Linked DNA regions of Sus scrofa: region 2 is linked to region 1. Evidence: chromatin contacts called from public HiChIP or PLAC-seq data. All regions are on one chromosome and are shown on one strand. The core of a region is the stretch at or near the end of the contact, and the rest is flanking DNA. Distances in the headings are between cores, read along the strand shown.

What was found. HiChIP or PLAC-seq counts read pairs in DNA pulled down with a chosen protein or histone mark.
Region 2: an H3K27ac HiChIP or PLAC-seq map of alveolar macrophages shows a contact between it and region 1. The contact joins the promoter of DTD1 here to the promoter of DZANK1 in region 1. A contact is called at or near these places in 2 of 5 promoter capture datasets (fetal liver and liver), 13 of 47 Hi-C or Micro-C datasets (alveolar macrophages, blood, embryonic fibroblasts and 6 more) and 2 of 2 datasets of contacts at active chromatin or transcription factors (alveolar macrophages and skeletal muscle).

Annotation. Positions count from the first base shown.
Region 1 is chr17:26,717,862-26,720,561 of Sscrofa11.1, reverse strand. It overlaps DZANK1 (double zinc ribbon and ankyrin repeat-containing protein 1), which reads left to right and starts at 1,354. Exons shown (of 18, transcript XM_021078190.1): 1 at 1,354-1,538. It overlaps POLR3F (DNA-directed RNA polymerase III subunit RPC6), which reads right to left and starts at 1,223. Exons shown (of 10, transcript XR_002340113.1): 1 at 849-1,223.
Region 2 is chr17:26,809,699-26,812,398 of Sscrofa11.1, reverse strand. DTD1 (D-tyrosyl-tRNA(Tyr) deacylase 1) reads right to left here and starts at 1,260. Exons shown (of 6, transcript XM_003134277.6): 1 at 1,029-1,260. The coding sequence starts at 1,071.

The DNA of each region.
Region 1 (2,700 bases), core at 105-2,604:
AGTTTGAGAACGTTGGAGTCTTTAAAAACTATGTGGTTACCTAAAAACTGCAATGCACGGGTAGAGACCATAAATCTTGTGTGAGACTGTGGGCACCCTAAAGCCTTCACTTAAATACTGCCCTAAAACCTTTTGGCTTAAGTCGCTTCGTAGTCAAAAACTGCGGCCTAACTTTAGCCAAACGTTTTTTTCGTTTGTTTGTTTGTTTTGTTTTTTAAATGGTTTTTAGGGCCGCACCTGCGGCATGTGGAGGTTCCCAGGCTAAGGGTTGAATAGGAGCTACAGCTGCCGGCCTATACCAGAGCCACAGCAACACAGGATCCGAGCCTCATCTGAGAACTACACCACAGCTCACGGCAATGCCGGATCCTTAACCCACTGAGCGAGGCCGGGGATGGAACCCGCAACCTCATGGTTCCCACGGGGATTCATTTCCGCTGCGCCACGACGGGGACTCACAAACGTTCTTTCATGGCAGGTCCCTTAATGACAAGGGCAATCCTGGATCAGAAGGTGTACCCACAAGTACTACTGGGAAAATGCCGAGTCTTCACTCGCAGCGTGGATCACCTTAAAGTGAGCAGGAAGCGCGTTGAGTACAGCTTCCCGAACAGCACCAAGGGCAATTCGGCTACACAAAATTGCAAAATGTCAAACTCTTTTTGAACTTCTTAAGAGTTCTGAATTCTAGGATAGGAAGGAGGGTTCCAGGCCCCGCGATCCCCGCCCAGCCCCCGCTCCGTACATTCACTCAACCTGAGCCCGCGTCTACTAAGGGTCCCGAAAAACGGGTCCAGGGCCTTGCGGGGGCTCCCCAGCCGGAAACCGGGCCTTTCGCACCGATTTACCTGTTTTCGATTTCGACCGGATCTGCATCAGGCGGCTGCACCTTCACCTTTACCTCGGCCATGAGGGTGCAGTTCCCACCCCTTGGGGGAAAGAGATTCTAGAACCGAGGGAAAGGGAACCGGGGAACCAGGGAACGGCGAATATAGCGCCCGGCCGGCGCAAGGGGCCTCCCTCCTCCTGTCGCAGCCGGCCCTTCCTTGATTGACGCCTTGAGGTGGCCAAGCCGTGCCTGCGCCGCCTCACTCGCGCGCTCCCGTACAGCTTCTTATTCCAGCTGTTTTTTTTCCAGAATGATAGTTATCTGTCGGACCAACGAGCCTGGTTCCCCCATTCTAGGTTGGAACGCCACCTTGTAGCAGTCACCAACCTCTGTCAAGGCACGTCCTCGGATGCCTATCATGCAGTCTGACGACAGGAGCTCCAGGCCAGTACCATTCGCCGGACCAAGCGCAGGGGCGGAGCTAGTTGCTAGGAAGCCGAGTTCCCGCCAATCACCGGCCCAGCTGTCAGTGGGCGGGGCGCGACTCGCAGCGTCTGTGGTAACCCGGACTGCAGTGAAGGAGAGGGCGAAGGGCGTTGAGCTGTGGGCTGTCTGCCTGGGGGCGGCGGAGGTACCTCGGGGGGTCCCAATCGGTTCCCGGTGGTCAGAGGAGGAGGAGGAGGATTGCATCCCTCACTCCAGCTGAGAGGTAGCGAGTGTCCTTGACTGCATCTGAAGGGCGGGGATGGGGATCAGACGGGGTTCCAGATCCCGGCGGTGAGGGGCAGTCTGGATGCAGGGATGGGGGTGGGGAATGTTGTTGACGCCACACTGCCATTTGGGCCTAACGGATCGGTTTATTTCTTGATCCCCTACGCTCGGGGCCCACTGGCCTGCCCACTGTCGGCCTTCCAAGGGCAGCTCCTAGTCGCCGCGCGAATTATTCCCTCCGTAGCTGCTTTTATTTTGAGCTAATTGTAAACAATTTTAATTTCAATTGCCTCTCACTTAGATGAAAATGTGAGGATGGGTAATCTCCAGAGCCCAGCCACCTTTCTGGAAGGGTATTTTTGCTCTACTATCTGAATCTGCAATTTACGTTCCTAGCCTCCGACCTGGAATTATCCAACCAGGCGTTAAATTCCCTGCTTGAATTTAATTATCTCACCTTTGGGTTACAGTCTCTGACAATCCTCAAAGCACAGAGATTTTCAGAGCAACATTATTTAGAATAGCAAAAACCAAAACTAAAGAGAAACTAGCAATAGCTTAAATGCCTAATCACAAATTGATAAGATTATGTAAGTACTTGACAAATTGTAAATAATAGCAGGGGTTGCAAGAAATACACTATAAAAATTTAGTTTTTATATAGGTTTTTATTAAGTAAACCTGTGCATCTATTATCATTGAAATTTGAACAGACCTTCTGAGATGTAAATGGTTGCTGCATTAAGGTGTGGTGTTTTTTTTTTTTTTCATGAATCCTTTAGGCATTAAAAATTATGAACCTCCCTGACTCCCAGGGAAAAGATCACTAAGGCTTCCATTCTCATACTTAATTATTTATAAATACAGTAGATGGAGCAGGAGCCTTTTGTGTTTCTTGCTCACTTTTTATATCCATGCCCATTTTCTTCCGGCTGTTGTTCTTCTGAAATGTCTTGGCAAATTTCATATGCAAGATCGAATTGGTGACAACCATAGGGGTTTGAACCTGGAGCTGTCCCCAGAGAGCTGGCTCTAAATTAGCATTTCATGCCACGTACACAGCTATTTCTGTGCTTCTTATGTGCTGACTTGCCCTGTAGCCAAGAGAGGTGGCATACTCATAAGAGACAGGAGAGGATTGTGATGATGCAGGGTTGCTT
Region 2 (2,700 bases), core at 11-2,510, 92 kb before region 1:
ACAGTATTAGAATTCTGCCAAAAACAAAAAAAACAAAAAACAAAAAACTGGAAGATAATCTAAAATTAGTCATTTAAAATTTCCTGATATCTTTACTATCTTGGCTTGAGTTTTTTAAAACGACTCCCTTCTAGGAAATGTGTGGTGACTGTGAGTTAAAGATCCAGCATTGTCACTGCTGTGCTTACAGCAGTGGCCGCGGGTTCCATCCCTGGCCCAGGAACTTCCTCAAGCTGCGGATGCCACCAAAAAGTAAAAAAAAAAAAACAAACAAACAAAAATATAAACGACTCCGTTCTATCCATTAATCATCTGGACCCCTGATGCTCAAACCAGACTACAGTGATCAACTGATGACTAATGGTTGGGTGGCTTGGTCAACAAGAAACTGGTGGAAAAGAGAAACATCTCATCCTGAATCCTTTAGATTCTGACTGTCCCTTCAGGGCTCGGTGAGGAAGGGGAGTCCTGGGCAGGAACGCGCTGCACCGGGGCTGGGCGCTGGGCACGTGGGCGGACACACGGTCAGAACTCACCCCTACCGACAACTCTTCACAGCTGTGCATCTCACTGGGCGTCAAGCTCCATCAAAACTGGGATATGGAGAAAATGGGCAACAAAAGGAAAATGTCGAGCAGAAGGTTGCAAAATGGGTAGTTCTTGCTCCGGAAATGCTCCCTACATGTTGTTTGTGCAACATTCCACGAAGAACGGGCCACAGAGGTGCTCAGAGGATGCTAGGAGGTTCGGCCACCTGGCACTCAGGACTGAAAGAAACGCTGGTGAAAATAATGAGGCGCGTTCATCGTGAACCCTAAGCGGAAACCCTGCAGCTCGGGCCGCGCCGGGACCCCCCGGGCACGTGGACGGCACCGCAAGCCGGCCGGGGCTGCGCGCCGCCGGGGACCGAGCTCGCGCAGGGCTGCAGCTGCCCCGGGGCGGCGCGGGGGAACCCTCGCGGGGGTGGCCGTGTCGGCCGGGCGCGGGGTCAGGGGCGGCTCCTCCCGGCCCGGCCCCGCCCGACTGACCTGTGACGCTGGCCCGGGTGACGCGCTGCACCACGGCCTTCATGGCGGCGGCTGGGGCGAGCGGGGCGGCGCCGGACGGCTTCCGGCCTCGAGACTCTCCAGGCGGCGCGGCGACAGACGCCCTCTGCGGGTGACACCAGGAAGTGCGCGGGCGGCCCTGCAGGACCCGCTAGTCGGCAGCTCGCCCACGTCGGCCACGCCCACCCACAGGTTGTTCCCGCCGGCGTCGGTCACGCCCACCTGAGCCCTAAGTATAGCCCCGCCCCCGTCATAGGCCCCACCCATTCTCGATCCTGCCCCACCCACAGCTGAGCCACGCCCCAACGCTGGGATCCAGCAACCCCCTTCCCAGTCCCCACCCCCAGCCACACTCACAGGTGCCCTGACAGCAGTTTCTGCACCTGTTTCTTCTCACATCTCGGGCCTAAGAACCAGTCGTAACTAAATCCCAGCTTTGTTGTCCAGACTCCTAATCCTAATTGTGTTTCTCTTTTCATTTTCCACCCCTCAGGCCCCAGACCCTCCCAAATTCTTTTTCCCTTGTCTTCCTGTCTCAGTGGTTCCTCAGAAGCCAGATAGAAGAGGATCTACTGCCTAAAGCAGCCATTTAAGTGTTTCCGTATTCACTTGACTTAGCCATGTCAGGACACTGCAGATACATGACTATGTTACTCTAATCCCTTCTCTAATACTGATGCTTAGTCTCTCTCACAGGATCGTTAAAAGATTTGAATAAAATATACAAGTGCTTAGAAGCTGAAAGGACTGTACAAGTATTACCCTGACAAATTAGTATCACTGATAAAAACAAGCCCCTCTCATGTGTCCCCTTACAGTGTAACAGTACTTGTGGGTGTAGAGTGATGGGGTTTGGAAACAAAATTGGGTCTGCTTGCCCATGTGTAGTAAAGCCGATCTACTGATACCAGGTTGTGGTGAGGGAACGTGCAGTGTTGACTGTAATGGCGCCCTACTAGGAGAACAGGTGTCTCATGCTCAATAACTCCAAACTCCCAGAAAGGTTTCAACCAGGTGGTGGGGAGGGGGGTCACAGGGCATGTGATCAGCTCATGCACAGTTCTCTAGCTGATGGTGAGGAAACAGGGCACCATCACAGGTAACATTATCAATCCTTGGAGTTCCCATCATGGCTCAGCGGTTAACGAACCCGACTAGCATCCATGAGGACTTGGTTTTGATCCCAGGGCCCGATCAGTGGGTTAAGGATCTGGCATTGCCATGAGCTGTGCTGTAGGCTGGCAGCTACAGCTCCAAATGGACCCCTAGCCTGGGAACCTCCATGTGCCTCGGTGTGGCCCTAAAAGACAGACACACAGACAGACACAAACACACACACAATTATCAATCCTTAGGTGCTAGTATGTCTGGAGGCTACTTGCTCAGGATGATCAAGTATTTAATTTCTTCCATTTGGTGGGGGTTTTAGCATCTGTAAAACAACTCAGAAATGTTTATCAGATACTATTATCTGGGTACTATGGGATGAGGGGAGGGCTGTCACAGGAAGGCCCCACAGGGCCCCCCCAGGTTATAAGGACTCTCTACCCCATATATGGCAACTCAGCATATTGAATATGTTTGAGTTTAAGGACTTTGAGAAAACAGCAGAAGCAGGAAAGTCACTCTGATGTCCCCTTACCCACTTGGGTCC